2 separate regions of the Sus scrofa genome follow, and region 1 is linked to region 2. A link is a contact called in public Hi-C data. All regions are on one chromosome and are shown on one strand. Each heading gives the region's core, a stretch centred on a gene start, on an enhancer-like site or on the middle of the called end of the contact. The rest is flanking DNA. Distances are from core to core; before and after follow the strand shown. Region 1 holds the start of MFN1 (mitofusin 1). Region 2 holds the start of ZNF639 (zinc finger protein 639).

Region 1 (3,846 bases), core at 1,177-3,676, 35 kb after region 2:
GATCATTAACCCACAGAGCAGGGGCAGGAATTGAACCCGCAACCTCATGGTTCCTAGTCGGATTCATTAACCACTGCGCCACGACGGGAACTCCTAAAATTTATACATTTTAGACAGTTCCCGTCGTGGTGCCGCGGAAACTAATCTGACTAGTATCCATGAGGGTGTGGGATCCCAGACCTTGCTCTGTGTGAGTGATCCAGAGCTGTGGTGTAGATCACAGACGTGGCTCAGATCCTGCATTGCTGTGGCTGCGGCCATAGCTGCTGGCTGTAGCTCTGATTCGACCCCTAGCCTGGGAACTTCCATATCCCACAGGTGCGACCCTAAAAAGCCTAAAAAGAAAAGAATAATAATAATAATAATAATACTAACAAAATATGTATATTTTAGAGCCTACCATAAAGTAGGTGATATTAGCACTATGATTTGCAAAACTGCCTCACTTGCCAACTCCAAAAAGACATCCTGGGACTTTCCTTTGAGCCATGTGCAGACCAGCAGCAGAAGCTCTCCACAGATGTTAGAAATGCACCTACCCACCTCACTTCTAACCCAATGAATCAGAATCTGCACTTTAACAAGATCCCTACATACAAAATTCCTAAGTACAAAATTTGAGAAGCACTAGTCAAGGATACATCAATTTTCTAATTCTCACCTCTAATACAACAAACACACACAGCTGTGCTCCAACCTCAAGAAGAGGGTGGTGATGAGGTCAAAAAGTTTTCCTTTATTGTTGCTGGCCAGGAAGCAGGAATCCTTGTCTGGGACCCCCAACTCCACCTCATCTCGCTCCTCTTCCTTTCAGGTCTTCCTCATTAAAGCAGCCACTGGCAGATAGCTATGCCTAGGCTGGGCAGTTTGGGAAACTTTTAAGGGAAAGTGTGGACAAGCAGAAGTTCCGGATAACCGTGAAAACGTTTTTGTGGAAGCATTCCCTACCTCAACTCCTTGACTTCTGCCCTTAAGAAAAATGGCGCTCCGCGTACACGCACTTCCGGTTACGGAGCCAAACAAAATCGGGGAGGGCAGGAGACCGGAAGTGACTGTCCTCTCGCCTCTCCTCCCGCCTCCTCCCAGTCTTCCACCTTCTCTTGGGAGAATGAGGCGGGTTGAGGGCTGTGGCCGAGCTGCGGTTGCTGGGTGACAAGTCGGACCTGAGACAGGGTGAGTGCTTGTCGCCTCGGCTACTTGCGGGTTCCCTGCTCGGGGTGACCTTCTTCTGGCCCGGGCTGTGGGGCGGGGAGTCGTGCGCGGGGCGCTCTGTGACGAGGCGCCGCCGCGGTCCTGCGGAAAGGAGCGAGCCAGCGGGGTCGTGAGCGGGGCCAGAGGCCGGGTCAGGCCCGCAAAGTCCGCGAGCCCGAAGCCCGCGCCCCCGGTGCGGCGGAGAGTCTGGCTGCGAGCCCTGCTGGCGGAGCTCCCGCGGCCCGTGTGGAGGGCGGGGAAGGCCCTTTCCTAAGGTAGGTGTTCACACCCAGCTGAACCGGGTTGTTGCCCTCTCTGTACTTTCTCACGCGGCTCCTTCATTGACGCTTTGGAAGGCTCAGCCTTCTTTACGGACATTCTGCTCCATTTTACACACATGCACACCAGGGTCAGACTGGTTTGTGATCGCTTTTGTTTGGTATCTTTTCATGAAAAGCTGTCATAATTTTTTTTTAATTTATATTCCTTTAAGTTCTTGGTACTATGGCTTGCTTTAAGGTTTGCCTCCTTATTTGTTGTGTTGAGAACTGCTGCTTTTTAAACGTTTGTATTGCATTATGATCTTGGAATTCATTTCCTTGCTCTGCATATCCACCTCCACCCAACCAGAGGTCCAGGTTGAGAAACTTAGTGTTTGTGAACTTGGCTTCATCTCACTCATCCTGTTCCCAGATGTAGTTAAGAATCAGAATTTAGCCAGATTCATTGTCAGTAAAGGGAGCTAAAGTAGAAATTGCAACCAAGATTTTGGCCAACAGAGTTCATTTATTTTAATGGAATATCACCCCAAAGTAGTCTTTGACTAAAACACCTTTCCCCCCCAAAGAACAGTCATCTAAAAGTTTTTTGGGGAGTTCCTATAGTGGCTCAGAGGAGACTAATCTGACTGGCATCCATGAAGGACACATGTTCAATCCCTGGCCTCTTTCAGTGGGTGAAGGATCTGGTGTTGCCACGAGCTGTAGTGTAGGTTGCAGAGGCAACTTGGATCTGCTGTGGCTGTGGCTGTGGTGTAGGCCAGCAGCTGTAGTTCTGATGGGACTCCTAGCCTGTAAACCTCCAAATGCCGCAGGTTTGACCCTAAAAAAGACAAAAAAGAAAAAAAAAAAAAGTTTTTTGGAAGTTTTGTTAAGGAGAATATGTTGCTGGAAAGTGCCCTTAATTCAGATGTCTTTTATCATCAAGTTTAATTTGTACTTTTTATTTTCAGCATAATGGCAGAAACTGCTTCTCCACTGAAGCACTTTGTGCTGGCTAAAAAGGCAATTACTGCAATCTTTGAACAGTTACTGGAGTTTGTTACTGAAGGATCACATTTTGTTGAAGGTTAGTTCCTCTAAATTTTTCAAATAATTACTTTTGAAAATCCATAAAGGTGCTTTATTTTTTCAGCCTGGGTTACTGAATACATGTAGGGCTTTGTAACACATAAAACCCACCACTTTTCTGCCCACCAAGTGAGGAAGATTGACTTATATTAATAGCAACTAAGAAAAAAGTGCTTGTGTGTGAGGTACTGTTCTAGGCATTTTATTGTATTATTAACTCAACTCTCAAATCAGCACTGAGACAGATTTTAATCTCACTTATTTTAAAGATAAAGGAACTAAGGCACAGAAAAGTTAAGTGACTTAGCCAAGATCACATAGCTGGTAAATGCCCAGACTAAAAGCCGGGTAGCCCACATTGAATCAGTATACTTATCTTCCTTATCCACTTAGCAGGTAAACTAAGATCTCAGACAGACCTGTCTTATCCTCTCAAATGAGGCTGGGATGCAGTGGGAAAAGGGCAAAAGGAGTTATCTTAACGTGGGTGTAGCTATTCAAATAGAGGTGATAATGTCATACTCTATGGTATATTACTTTAGAGATAATGTTGACCTTCAAGCATACAGTGAAAAGGGAGGGGTTCTGTAAACTCTGCTGACTGTGGGAAAACATTTGGTAGAATCAAACTTCTTTTCCTAATCCCTTTTCACTAGATTTTGAATTCCTAGAGAGTGCGAATCCTGCCTTATCATTCTCTCCCTGTCACCAGATCTGACACAATTCAAGTTTTGTTGAATAAGGGAAAAAAGTACTGGTACAGAATCTTGATTTTTCAATTTGGAAATAATTTGAGCTGACACAGTGACTTTGAATAGTATTTTATTCTAAAAATTTAAAATAAAGTGAAAAGGAAGTTAAATTTAACATCTGTATATTGAGCCTGTTAAGTAGGTTAAGTATTATGTAGGAGATAATGAAATGGCAGCTGTAGAATGTAAATTGGGTTCACTTTGAGCCAGTAGACACAACCAAGCCAAAGATCAGGACAAAGAAGGATTTATTACTTGCAGCAATTTAGGAGAACACTGGGGATCTTTCCTGCAGCTCTGTCTCTCTGAACAGCAAAATTGGGGAAGTTTTAGGCTAAGAGTACGTACATAATTCAAGTGGCTTGAGTGGAGGAGAATTCAGGGGAGAATTGGGGCAAAGATCAACAGAGTCCAAGTCTTGGTTGATTGAAGTGAGGAGGGTCAGCGTCATCACTTGGTTCTCTGCCTGAATAGGGGCCTTAGTTCCTGCAGAACTCATGTATGTTATTATAGGATTTGTCTTGTGGTGCAGCGAGTTAGGGATCCAGTGTTGT
Region 2 (3,876 bases), core at 328-2,827:
TGAGCAAAGGATATAAACTCAAAATTCACAAAAGAAATACAAATAGTCAAGAATGGAGTAAATATTCAAGTTCATAAAAAACAAGTGTTTTGACTTTTGGCAAATTATGCTCAGAAATTGAGACTGTCTTCGCCAGTAATTTATTTAACACAGGTTCACTTCAGGAGTTACAGTAATATTTCACTGGATAATGTCTCTTAAAAAGCCAAAAAAAACCAAAAAAAAAACCCTACTCCAAACCGGTGATAAATTACAATATTGTTTCAGATGGAGGAGAGGTGAAAGAAATAAAAGCTAAATTTAGTTGAGGTGTACCTTTTCTACTAGTTGGTTCTCAGAAGAGTCGGCTTAGCCAACCAAGAGCTGATGTCCAGCTGCCAGCACAAATCAAAAGTCCCATGCAGCCAGAGCACGACGGTAGTTAAACGAAGGCATTGGCGCTGGCAGGCAAAATGATCTCCTTCCCAAGATCCGCGCATGGTTTTCACCACTGCTGGCAAAGCCTTAAAAAATGGCTCCCTAACGCCCCCTTGTGGCTATCACCTCAGCAGATGAAGAGAGCCTGACTACCTCAGAGGAGGGAAGGATACACAAGGTTCTTTACAAATTCCACAAACTTGGCAATTCCGTGCCGGATATAAACTATACTAGGATTAAAAGATGCCTCTAAATCTCTTCGTCTTTGGTTCGGGCCATGCCAGCATTCGTAAATATTCGTTTATTTGGGCTGAGCACACACATGAAAGTTATGAGACAGTAAAAATTAAGTATCCCAAACTGGTCTCTTTCAAGTATGGCTTTATATCCTGGGAGATAGTTGAAGGGATCAGTGAGATCTATGATTATTTCGTTACGGTGGCTGCTTGGTTAATATGTGGTAGTCAGAAAAAGCACAGTGGATGAGCGGATAAAAAGACAGATTGACCTTGGGCACACAATAATGCCTATGGGCTTCATCATTCACTTAATTATCTGAACCGGTACAGAAGCTACAAAAATGAATAAAACCTAGTCTCTTACCCTCACAAACTCACTTTACCAATTGCGAATTGGAGCTAACCTCAACTCCTTGTCAAAAAAAATTAAACATGTGACCACACCCCGTTCACAAGTTTATTTATGCTTAATTTAATCCTCTCTACATCTGCTCCTAGAAACCCAAGGTCGGAAAAGGAGTTTAATCCAGTCCACTATAATTTCACATTCATTCCACCAAGATTTTTTGTCAGGGAATCCCGCTAAAGCCTAACAATGACTCTCTATCTTTTAAGAGTTTCACCCTCTAGTTCCGTGGACAGCTGCCCTTTTCGTCCCCAACAGGCGGCGGCCCCACGCATTGCCTAACCCGAGCAAGACCTTTCTCGCACGTCCCCTGGAGGAGCTGGGTGGGAAAAGGGCGGCTGGCGCGCTTAGCTTCTCCCACTTCTTCCGGAAGGGAGGGAGGGCTGGTGGCAAACTGGCCTAAGTTCCTTCGGCAGGGCGGCGGGGAGCAATTGTAGAGGGTGGAATCACTCGCCTGTTTCGGGAGGGGCGGTCCCTCGCCCAGAAGGGACGTGCAGAGGCGCGGAGGTGCCTGCAGGGGGCGCGGGCCGCCGGGCCACCCCTGGGGCTGGAGGCCGGTGGTCCCTCCCAGGCCGGTTATGTACTGCAGCCACGCCGCCGGATCCCCGGCCCTGACTCTCACCTAGTCACCTCCCCTCCCTCTCTGCGGACCTGGGAGGTGTGCGGCGCAGGCGCGGAGCGAGGCGGTGAGTGCGGCCTCTGAGCTAGGCCCGGGGCCTAGCGGGCTGGGCGTAGGGCGCGCGGGGAGGGAGTGGGGCCAGCCCCGCTGAGCGCCCGGGAGCGCGAGGGCCGGAGCGGCGCTGCCCGCGGGCAGGGCCGCGCGGCCTCTCCGCCCGCCCTCGGGCGCCTGGGCTGCCGCCGCCTCGGAGCTGCGCCTGGGATGGCTAGGCGGGCCTAGGGCACTGGTGAGTGTGAGGGCGGAGCGGGCCGATCGGGTGCAGCTTCCTGCGGGAGAGAGCAGGGAAGACCGGATGGCGTCTTTTAAACTGAAATCCTGCTTTCGTTTTCTGGCGGGATGGCGCTCCCCTCCCCCATTCCGAAGGCAGTTCCACCCCCTGCGAAGACTGCCTCTGCCCCCCGCGGCTTTTTTCTGAACGCTGACTTTGGGGTCGGGGCTTGGGAAGCCCCGCTAGTCGCCGGGCTGCGGTGGGGCGGGTGCGTGGCGCGGAGATGGAGACGGCTGCGTCCCGGTGGTTCTTGCGCGGCCCCTCCGGGCGTCTGGCCCCAAACGCCACGCTGGCCCTCAGGCCTTGCTGGGTGGCATCTTGACCCTCCGGCGGCGCATCCTGTGCACGCACGGAGAACCGCAACCTTCAGGCGAAGGTCCCGGCTCTACGTCTCCAGCCAGTAGTCTAAGCCACTTGTTAGGGTGCCTATAACCCCTTTTGGTTTTGTTTTTCAGTACAACCTAGGGACACGAGTTATTTGAAGCAGGTTATTTCTTAGCAAAGAGAAAAGCAAGAACGGACACTAAGTTGGATATATAGCGGGCACTAGTTCAAGTTTTCCTGTCGCATTTTTTTTATTTTCATTTCTTTTAAAAATCTGGAAAATATATGCTTGTTTCAAAATGAGGGTAGAAAAGAACATGCTTTTAAAACTCTTTAGGGTAAATCTGTAGGGTTTTTTTTTTATTGTAAATGCTTGTCTTATGTTTATACCAAATAGGAAGAGAATATTTACATTGCACGAAAGGCTTCAGAAAGGTTGAACTATTTAAGTGGTGACTGCCTGTTATCTGTAGTGTGTTTTGTATGCAGACGTTCTTATTGTTGAAAAAAAATGACAGATGGAAAGATGCTGACAAGTGTTTTGTAAGTTACTTTTTAAAAAAATGAATGTTTTGGATGGCATGGTCTCCTTTTGTAAATGTAAAATATATATGAATACTGTAACATGAGAAAATGTCTTGACATCTACACAAAGTGTTAACAGTGGTTTTTCTGGATGAATACATCCTAAGGATTTGATTAATTTTACTTCAGTGACATATATTACACCTGTTGTTTTGAAGTGAGTAAGGTGGGACTTGAATGAAAAGTATATTCAGAATCTTCCCAATGAAAGAAGGAGAAGTGAGCAAATGTTTACATGACATCTTAAGTGAAAAGCCAAACTTCTTTATCTGGGCAGTCATACATATCAAAGGCACCTAAACACATTTGCTGAGATGAAGGATTTTTGGTTTTGAGCAAGCATTTTACCATCTGGCTTAAAGGAGGTCAGCCGGAAATAGGAGTCAAACATTTCGTGATCATGGTGATCCTATTCCTTTCACCTGACAGTCTGAATCCATACCAACTTGCAACATTAATTTTAATGCCATTCTTGGTTTCCTTTTCTTGCTTTTTTGAAAGAGTTTGAAGTGTTTCGCATGCTTGGCTGACAGTTTTCAGTGTTCTCTCTGATGCTTGTAGAATATTTAGAACATGAAGTATAAAGCTTTTTAAATTCTGGAAGTGTGCAAAAGAGGCATTAGGAATAAGTCTTGAGATTTTGATTTATTGCATAAATTTGAAAACAGCTTTATTTTTTGATTTTTTTAAAATGCAGTTAATGGGAGTGGGCTCAAGAAATGCTGTTTGTGTTGTTAGGTGAGGCATTATATATAAATTGATACCATTTCTGTAAATATCATGGTTGTCAGCTTCTTTGGGTGATTCCATTCTCCTCCTCCCAGTTGGTGGCTGTGTAAGAACTGTAAGCAGGACGTGACTTGCTAGGAGCAGTGATTAGCAAAGAAGATGTACGCAGTTAGTTGTTCAAAACCTGGGAGTCAGAAGACTTGTTTTTTCATTGCTGGTTCTGCTACTT

The links. A called contact is a pair of places that touch in the nucleus more often than the background predicts.
Region 1: a contact with region 2 is called in a Hi-C map of skeletal muscle, with 2.4 times the contacts expected there. The contact joins the promoter of MFN1 here to the promoter of ZNF639 in region 2. A contact is called at or near these places in 1 of 5 promoter capture datasets (liver), 6 of 47 Hi-C or Micro-C datasets (alveolar macrophages, heart right ventricle, liver and 1 more) and 2 of 2 datasets of contacts at active chromatin or transcription factors (alveolar macrophages and skeletal muscle).

The regions. Positions count from the first base shown.
Region 1 is chr13:117,403,611-117,407,456 of Sscrofa11.1, forward strand. MFN1 (mitofusin 1) reads left to right here and starts at 2,427. Exons shown (of 17, transcript NM_001315732.1): 1 at 2,427-2,538. The coding sequence starts at 2,427. LOC110256374 (a long non-coding RNA gene) reads right to left here and starts at 937. Exons shown (of 3, transcript XR_002337762.1): 1 at 662-937.
Region 2 is chr13:117,368,965-117,372,840 of Sscrofa11.1, forward strand. ZNF639 (zinc finger protein 639) reads left to right here and starts at 1,578. Exons shown (of 7, transcript NM_001244656.1): 1 at 1,578-1,601; 2 at 1,666-1,748. It overlaps KCNMB3 (calcium-activated potassium channel subunit beta-3), which reads right to left and starts at 1,342. Exons shown (of 4, transcript XM_021069862.1): 1 at 316-1,342.